Regions from separate parts of the Arachis hypogaea genome. Here region 2 is linked to region 1. A link is a contact called in public Hi-C data. All regions are on one chromosome and are shown on one strand. Each heading gives the region's core, a stretch centred on a gene start, on an enhancer-like site or on the middle of the called end of the contact. The rest is flanking DNA. Distances are from core to core; before and after follow the strand shown. Region 1 has its middle 7.0 kb from the start of LOC112723507. Region 2 holds the start of LOC112723508 (protein SUPPRESSOR OF MAX2 1).

What was found. A called contact is a pair of places that touch in the nucleus more often than the background predicts.
Region 2: a contact with region 1 is called in a Hi-C map of an unstated tissue, with 4 times the contacts expected there. The contact joins the promoter of LOC112723508 here to the enhancer-like site in region 1. A contact is called at or near these places in 2 of 8 Hi-C or Micro-C datasets (leaf and an unstated tissue).

The regions. Positions count from the first base shown.
Region 1 is chr11:147,439,150-147,443,942 of arahy.Tifrunner.gnm2.J5K5, reverse strand. No RefSeq gene overlaps it. Among protein-coding and RNA genes, the nearest start is that of LOC112723507, 7.0 kb to the right of the region's middle. Within about 2 kb of position 2,147, at least 3 of the 3 cell types and tissues checked have open chromatin away from gene starts, as enhancers often do.
Region 2 is chr11:147,489,214-147,494,457 of arahy.Tifrunner.gnm2.J5K5, reverse strand. LOC112723508 (protein SUPPRESSOR OF MAX2 1) reads left to right here and starts at 3,962. Exons shown (of 3, transcript XM_025774901.3): 1 at 3,962-5,244. The coding sequence starts at 5,040.

The DNA of each region.
Region 1 (4,793 bases), core at 898-3,397:
TAAAATCAACGATTAAAAATAACTGAAATACCGGTATGACGGCACACTTGAAAATTTCTCTATAGTATTAGTTAAGCATATGCTTTTAACCTACTTTGATTATGCTAGGCTTTTGTAATGTTCTATAAAGTCGAAGATCAAAGTCCATGCTAAAAAGTTAAAAGCTTTTACGCACCAACCAATCCATTATTTATCCATATATATAATAATAACTAAAACCAAAGAAAATTCTTTCACACACACTCCTCCAATGATGTATACCTCGATCTCTTTAGTCTTTACCTAAACCCCTAAAAAGGCAAAGGATTGTCTTAGAAGGAATACTGAATGAATTAACTTTTTAAAAAGCAGATGCTGACATCTGAAGCATTGCTTATTAATTAGCCCTAAACTTATTAACATTATTTTATTTTTATAGATAAAGGCAAGGAAGTTAGAGTTGTCAAAATATTCCCTTTCCACTTATTATTCAACCAATATGTATGATATGTGCTATGTACGTATTTAATGGTACAATATAAAATATTAATATATAAAGAGAGACTATATATATAGATCCCTTGAATTAGAATATATAGAATTAATAGATAGCATGGAAGGTGGAACAAGTAGCCGACGAAGAAAAAACATGGCTTTATTTTATTGTTCATCTTTTCGTAGATATGCAGGCTTTTAGAGCGCCATGCTTACCTGTTCTCTCATCACTACTATGCTTAAATTAACATTTTAACAAACTTTTCCACTTTACCTTTTTTCCTCTTAGTTGATGAGTGTGGACCCCAATTCCAAAGTGACTCACTTGAGCACCATCACGTTTGCAATTACAAAGATGATTGGCACCACATTTTTCAAATCTAATCTAATCAAAACTGCTCCTCCATCCCTAATTGACCATATCTATATTAGAGTTTAATTTTAATATATTATTTATAAAATATTGAGTGAATACTCATTCCACCCTTACAATTATTTTAAAAGAACAATGAGGTCTCAAAAAAAAATACTCAATTTTTTTTTAGTACTGATTAGTCTATATGTCAAAAAAACAACATTTACTATTTTTGGTACAGGGACTAATCAATCCCATAAAAATAAAGTTCAAGAATCGAGTTAGATATTTTTTTTTTCAAAAGTCTCGTTGTCTTTTGAGGTAATTGTCAGAGGCTGTTTTAAATTTTTCTCTAAAATATTTCATACAGTTATATAATTATATTTATTTTTTAAATAATCATTCACATAATTAATATAAAAAATAATTATTTTTATTAATTTAATATTACATAATTAAATACACATATAAAATTATTTTATACTGATAATATATCAAAATTAAATTCATCCATATTAAAGTAAACAATTTGAGTTGAGAATATGTGCGTGGTGTGGTAGGTATCTCATTCTTATATTATCATTTGCTTATGCAATACCTCATCTTATTATATATATATTCAGCACTTTTATCATCTCAGTATAATAATCATGTAACCAACTACCACTAGGGCAGCATGTGAATGGGAGGGGTATAATAGTAAAATTCCCATATATATATAATTTATGGAGGCATATCCCAAATGAAACTAAATTTGGTACCGATATTTTTATCATCTTGAAATAGTGTAAGGATAATGCGTGCACCTGATTGATGACGGAAATGAAAAAAAACACGTGTCTTTAATCAAAGAGAAAATACCAACCATACCATATTGAATTTTTGACATTAATGGTTGCATTGATGAACAGATTTGAGGTAGGGGACAAGACAAGAGTGTCTAAGGAGCCTGCACAAACTTCCTTGCAATAAAGCATCCATATCTTGTTCAGATGATGATATAGATATGAAATAAATTTGGAAAAGTCACAACTACCTTTTTAATTCTCCCATGTTACATATAGATATAGTAATAGTATAGTCTTTCTTTTCGGTGTATTTATCAATTGTTGCTTCTAAATTACTAAATTTATATACATACCAGAAGGAAAGAAACGTAAATTGTAACAAGGATATCATTATATAATTAAAGAAAATCAATGTTTTAGCGAGATTGTTCAAAATACATTCAATGGAGAAATCAGGATAGGACATGTGCATATAATGCAAATCTTTTACAAAGATAAGGGTCAGAGTGGATGGGCCTGGAACAAGCTGGCAAATTTGATCTCATTATGTCAACTTGCTAACTATAGTTCTTTTGCTACATAATTCCAACTCAAATTGTTCTTTATCAAAATCATAGATATCTTATTTATCTTTAGAATTTTTTTTTTTTGGTCTGAAGCAACCTTTTTTTTTTCTTGGACGAGGTCTAAAGCAATCTTTATGTAGCGGGCCTAAAGTTTCTTACCATAAACATACTAATTGCTATCGGACAAAAGCCCAAAGCCCGGCTTAAGTTGCTCTTTTATAGGGCCGTTTCATTGAACCTCTCTAATTGGGCTGCCTTTTCTACAATTGGGTCCAGAAACAATAAATGAACAGTCCTTACCAAAAAGCAACCAAGCCCGGTCCAAACTTTGTAAAAAAATAAGGCCCAAAACTATAAACCAGAGGTGTGGCCTTCAGGGATTCAAGCCTTGTTAAGATAAAATGATCTAATTCGTTTTTTTTCTCTGTTCTTGTATAGCTCATTCATAAAGGAGTCCAAGTTGTGATGTTATTCCGTCCTGGATCCAAATATGCATTAAATTTGACCATTCATATGTTTAAATATCAATCTTATATTAATATGTATGATTGCTTAAATTGAAAATTATTTTTTCTATTCAATAAAAATTTTAGTTCCACCAAAAGTAACAATCTTATGAAATTTTGGATAAACTGTTTAAGACTTATTGTTAACAACATTGTGTGTGAGGAAGGTGTGTTTTTTCAAGACATTGATGATAAACACTGGTGAATTAAGATTCTTTGCTGCTATGATTTAGCAATCTTAAACAATAAGCAAACTAGATTTCTTATTCCTTCCCCTTAGAGGACCCCTTTGAATCATGGGTCAACAAGTGTATGCTTTTTTATTTTATTTCTCCTTATTAGATACATCTTATCTTTTCCATCTTTGTCATAAAAGTGGTTGAGTCAACATTTTGGCTTTCACTATTTTTTTCCTTTTTCTTTTTTTGCATATTTTTTTAAATTTTAAGTCTTATTAGAACACTTATTAAACATATTAAATATTTAACTGTAGAAAGTTTTTTTTTTTTTTTATGTTTTCCACTAATTTAACCAATTTCTTTAAAGGACTATTTAACTGAATTATTAAAAAATCAGCAGATACAAAAAAAATGGTTCAATCACTCTACCATGTACTACCAACAACCACTGGTTGTCTGGTTCTGTTAATTCAATGTAAATTTTTTTCACACACACACATGCATAGCAAGCTAGTGTTCAATGAATGAGCAACAAATGCAATGAACAGAGGGGTCTTTACTTTGATAGAAAGACAAGTTAACTATGAGGTGGATTGGTCAGAATTCTTTTATGTACTGCATTCTGATTTCTGAGTCTATGTTGAACCCTTTTCAGTATGTGTTTATATAGCTAGACAGAAAACGAGTCAGAAAATAAAGACAGAAGCTTGCAATCTGTTAGCACAGATGAATATAGTAGGAATAACTAGCCTCTACAGCTTTCAACTTTCAACTCTTCCATTCACACTCTTTTCTCTCACCAAGTTCCAACAGATTTTAGCCCATGGTTTGGTCATGCTGTAGAATTATATTTCCTATACATATATTATGAGAAATTAAATAGAGATTGACTTAAAGATAAGTAGCATCTGATACTAGAACTAGTGTTGAAATAATCACATAACATGCATGTGTTGTGTTGTATGCACCTATACAGCTACATGATGGAGCTTGTTGATGTGTTTGAAAATTGAAGGCATTCCCACTAACGGTTAATTTGCACTTGTCAATGTACAAAGCCAGTCTTATCCTTTGCACGTTGGCCACACATGGTTTTGCCATTTGTAGCATTCACATGGACTAAGAGTGCTGATTGATGCCATTCGAAATTAAATGAAAAGGAAAGAAAGCAGAAAATAAAGTCTGATGAATTTGACATAATTTCTGTATCATTCAAGTGCTTGTATTTTAGATATTAGATATTACAAGATAACTTTAACTACAGTTTAAGGAAGCTTGTTTCTTTTCATTGTCCAGCTCCCTCTAAAGAAACAGATCATGCTCAAGTATGCTTCACACTTCACAGGGATAACATCAATACATCAACCATATAGTATACATATGAATAACACTATACTTTTTCTTTAATTTTGAAATAAACGGGAATGACAATTTATTCACGCTAAGTCCTTGTCTTGGTGGATCAAAGTGGTGGTTTAGCTGGACAAATCTTATTGGATCATTAGCTGATATATCTGTACTTCTAAGGATAGACTAAATTATAGCAGAGTGTATTCCAATTGGTGATTCAAACCGGTTGACTAAGTGTTTTAGTTTAATGGGTTTTCTGGTTCAACCAGGTTATATCAACTAGGCTAGTACACCAATGTATTAGTTAATGACGAATTCAGTGGGAAATTGCTATCATAACTAGAACTACCAAAAGAAATAAAGAAAATTCCTTGACATAGAAAAAAGTAGTAGTTGGGTGCTGCACTCTGCCGACCATATGAAATTTCCAAAATAAAATATCAGCAAATTAGTACCATATGAATTTAAATATGTGATTTATCGTTCACCTAAATGTGAGTACTACTAAACACTTGGTATACTTGGTTCACGAGTTCCCTTCATCATCAAAGTCTGAACGTATGTACACGATTAAC
Region 2 (5,244 bases), core at 2,713-5,212, 49 kb before region 1:
TTAAATAAAATTCAGATCTGCGACGAATTAATCTATAATATTTAGCTGGATCTAATTATAATTAGATATAATTTTAATATTGGTTTAATTATTCTATTGGTCTTTATAGTTTCGCGAAATTTTCAATTAGGTCCCTATACCTTTTTTTCTTTTAATTGAGTCCTTGCACCAATTTTTTTTTTAATTGGGTGCCTACACTTTTTTTCCTTTTATTTATGTCCTTATACCAATTCTTTTTTTTTTAGTTGGATCCCTATAAAATTAAGCTAATTACTACTAAGAGGGACTTAATTAAAAAAAAATAGTGTAGGGACCCAATTAAAAAGAAAAAAGTATAAGGACCTAATTAAAAATTTTACGAAACTATAGAGACCAACAGAGTAATTAAACCTTTAATATTTTATTGAATTTATCATTTAAATAATTCGAAATAAATTGAGTTAAATTATATCAATTTAATATATAATTAATTTATGTAACTTTGTAAGTTTTATATAATAAAATTTATAGAATGTTTACATTTAAATGTTAAATTTGATAAATATTACATATCATTTATATAAAAATAAATTATTTAAGTCAAAACAATACTATATAATATAAAAGCATTGATTGTATAAGACAATATATTTTACTATTAATTTTAGTATAAAATATGTATTTTAGTTATGAAATATGATTTTGAAGTCGGTAAGCATGATCCCATCCCAACAATAAAATTATATAAAGTAAACATAGACAAACCTAAATCTGACAAAATATGTTTTAGTTATAGGTCAGGATTTTGGATCGTTGAGTCTTTAACACTGCTAGAGTTGCATAAACTGTTAGGATATAGATACTTAAGACTTTATGCAAATGACGATATCCTAAACTTGGTTATTTGAGTGTTACTAGGTCATGGTCCTTGTGAGGCATAAAGCACCTGCGATGATAATTAAGCCAATAAGAGAATCAATAGAAGTATGGATCTTGATGACTTTAATTTGTGTGTTCCTAATTTTTTTAGGTGTTCTTTTTAGAAATACATATAGATGATTATCAGTTTAGAAATTAAGGATTTGTTTCGGAAGCTTTACAAATTATTTTTTTTAGTTTTTAATTTATAAAAAGTAGTAGTATTAATATTTGATATAATTTTTAAAATTAAATTATAACTTTTTAAGAAGTTATTTAGGAGTTTATAGAAAAATTAAAAAAAAAATTACTTTTCTCATAATACTGTTACTTTTTATTACATTTATATAAAATAAATTTTTAAAACTAAAAACTCAAACACAAAATAACTTATTTATAAACTATTTTTAATATAGCTATTTATTGTTTAAACAATTTTTTTAAAAAGAACTTAATTAAGTTTATTACCCATACTGAACCTAAGTCATATTGGTACCCACTGGATAATGAAGTTTGGAGAATTCAGTCTCTAAGTTCGAAAAAATACCCTTAGAATTTATTTTATTTAGTATTCATTTTATAATAATTAATGAATATTAAATAAGATAAATTCTGTTTTTTTTAATTAAAAACTTTTTGTTACAAATTTTTTTTTGTTAACTTATATATACGTCTATTTTTTTTTTTGTCACGGATTATATGTTTTCTTCCCTAACAAAGGTGAAGTGACAACAATTATGAATCAAAGCTTAGTTTAAACATTTTTAATGCGAAGATAAAATGACAAACACATTTAGTATCACTGAAATTTATTCATCGCGTTCATTGTACTAATGGCTATATTTGAATAAATTGCTTAAGAGAAATCTAAAAATTGTTTTGTTTAAGGGAAAAACTTTGTAAATGAAACACTCAAATTTATATAAATTATAACAAAAATATACAGAATATGTGCGATTCTCTAATTATACTAATGTAAGCATAATAAGTAATATATACTTATATACATAATAATATATAATTGGATACATGTCAAAATTATGAGCATATTAAAGTAATTCATCTTAAAATTATTTATTTCAAAAATTTAAATTAATAATAAAAACAAATATATAAATGATTTTACTATGTCAAAAACTTGAATACATATCATACTTATTATTATTATTATTATTATATATTAAATATATATAAAATCAAATTAATAAGCATTTATATACTAGTATGTAGAATGTAATAAATAATGTAATACATTTATACGTACAATAAAGGAGTAAGTAGTATAACGTTGATGTCGCAATTGATGTCAAATAATGCGACAAAAGAAAAATCTAGAAATAAGTTTGACATAATGAAGAGACAGGGACAGTTTTGTTTAATGTGGTTGAATTAATTAAGGATTAGAAAAAAAAGAGAAAAGAAATGGAGTGGGTGTTTTCATGTGGCAATGGTAACTTGCCAGACGATCACGTACCTTTGGGTTATGACAAGAGATTAAAGTGAAGGGGGGTAATTTGGGTGGAGAGTAAAGCATACGAATGAATGAAAATTGAAAAAGGTGAAAGGAGAGTGAGATAGATACCTTTTGTAGCTGTTGCGTGTGAAAAGCAGAAAATTGGTTGAAATGCAAAAAAAGGAGTGAAAGAAAGTAGTATCACATTTCCTAGGCGCGTGAGGGTCCCTCTTAAACCCTTCAATGACTTACGCCTCGTGTGCTCTACCTCCCAAACCTGCGTGGGACATGTTCCCCCCCTTCAAACTCCCTTTTTTATTTACAGTTTTAAAAACTCAGCGGTTAGTTAATAATTTATAGAAAAAAATTATATATGCCTTTTCCTAGACATTTTTAATATTAAAAATTCATCATTCTAATATTATTTTTTAATAACTTTATTAAGGAAGTATTATTTAAAAAAAGATTTAATTAATTTATACTCTAAAAATATATTTTAACCTATGAAGCACGGACACTTCGCTGAATTATCGTGTTCGCGTGTCGGACATATTTCGGACACGACATTCACCGACACTCGTCTGACACGCGTGTCTGCGGTGTCCAATCGTGTCTTAATAAAAAAGAAAATATTTTTCTCCAGACACGTCTGAACACACCTAAATACCATTACGTGTCAGCGTATCCAATCTTATTCTTAACATATATTTTTAAAATAAATTTAGATATAGTATATATTATTATTTATTAAAATAAAAAAATATTTTAAATACTTGATATAATTAAAATTAGACATTAAAAATAATTAAAAAATTTTATTTATATTTTAATATCAATAAAATATCAAAATATCATTACAATTTATCTAAAAAATACTTTATATTTTATATGTATGCGTGTTCTCATGTTATGTAAAATTTTAAAATTCGCGTGTCAGCATGTCCTATGTCCTCAGTATCCGTACATCATAGATTTTAACAATATAATAATAAAAAAATTATAAAATATTTTTTTATAATATACTTAGTCTATATACTGAGGCACAAATTATACTCAGTACAACTAATTAATAATTACTAAAGAACAAAACAGAGAGAGAGAGAGAGAGAGAAACTAAAAAGGCAGTCAATCCAAGAGCTTACTCAGTCCTGAGTATCTCTCTCCTATCATCATCTCTCTCTTTCCAAAAAGGTGTTCTCTTTTCCTCTATTATGGTAGTATCGAATTTATTAGCCCCTTGAATTTAATAGAAAAATCTACCGAAAATATTTATTTAAAAGGTTATATAATTTAGCAATAATCTTACCCTGTGTGAATACCATTTCCGCAAATTTGACTCGGAGAAAAGTTGTTTAACTTTTTTTCTTTTTGAAACGGACTTTATAAATTCAATAAATAATTGTTATATTCACTCTATTATAAAAAAAACTGTCAATCAATAATCAGTATCACGTAAATAAATTAAATCGACTGTATAAAATAAAAAAATTATAGGAAAATAATATTTTTAATTTTTAATCATACTAAATACATTAAATTAAAAATATTTACTTTTCATATTCTGAACGAATATTCTAATTATTTTAAGAAAAACGCAGAAGAGATTGGTCTATTTGGAAAGCATTTTATTTTTTCAAAAATCTTGGCAAGAGATGGTACTTTCATCCAACCATCAATTCTCCGTTTACTAGAAATTCTCTCCGCTTCTGTGTCCTTCTCTCTAATTCTCTTTCTCTTGCCACAATAAAGTTAACCAATTCTTTTTCCCCCTCTGTTGTTTTTTTCTCTGCGGTACAAACATAACAATATAATAACATATATAATAAGTGGCGTAGTTAAAAAATATAATTTTTTATTTTTATTAAATATTAATTTTATTATGTGTATATTTTTTATTTTATTAATAAATAATTTAAATAAAGAATTAATAATAAATATATTTTTATATGAATATTAAAATATTTAGTGTATGAATAATATTTTTTTACAAAAATATAGAAAAGTTATTGGCGAAATTGAATGCATATAATATTTGTAGAAAAAAGAAGTTAGCTTGGGGAATGAAAAAGGTTAAAAGTAGCTTTTATATTCACCACCTGCCTCCATCTATGGACCTTTACCCATTTATTCCGAGGGCACAGCTCGCTTATTCCTTCTTGTATTGAGATGGATAGAGATATGCGAGAGATATAGAGAGAGAAAAAGGAATGGAGGAGATGTTGTTGTGAAGAAGGAGGAGGAGGAGCAAGGGATCTGATATTTTGGTTTTGGCGTTGAATTCGACGCATCGAAGAAGAGGAGAGAGAGTGAGAGGAAGAACGGGGAAGCAATAGCAAAAGGAAAGTAGTAGTAGTAGCCAGATAGATAGATAGATAGATAGGGGTATTACTTTGTTGAATTTTGTTTGTGTTTGTAAAAAGCTTGTTTTGATTGTTTAGCCAAAGGCAAGGCACCCCGCAAATCCTAATTTGTCAATACTCTCAAGTGTTCTTTCTTTCTTTCTTATCCCCCTCTCCTCTCCACACACTAATTTCGTTTTCTCTACAACTTGTGGGGCTCCTTCCTCTCTTCCTTCTTCCCATAATATCCTTCATCTCTTTCTTTCTTTTCTTACCCCAATTCAATCTGAACTCATCAATTTTGAGCTGGAGACTTACAATCATCATCATCATCATCATAGATTTCCGAAATGAGAGCCGGATTGAGCACCATCCAGCAGACCTTAACTCCCGAGGCGGCAAGCGTCCTCAACCACTCCATCGCCGAGGCCGGCCGACGCAACCATGGCCAGACAACGCCGCTGCACGTGGCCGCCACGCTGCTAGCCTCGCCCTCGGGGTTCCTGCGTCAGGCCTGCATAAAGTCTCACCCGAATTCATCGCACCCTCTTCAGT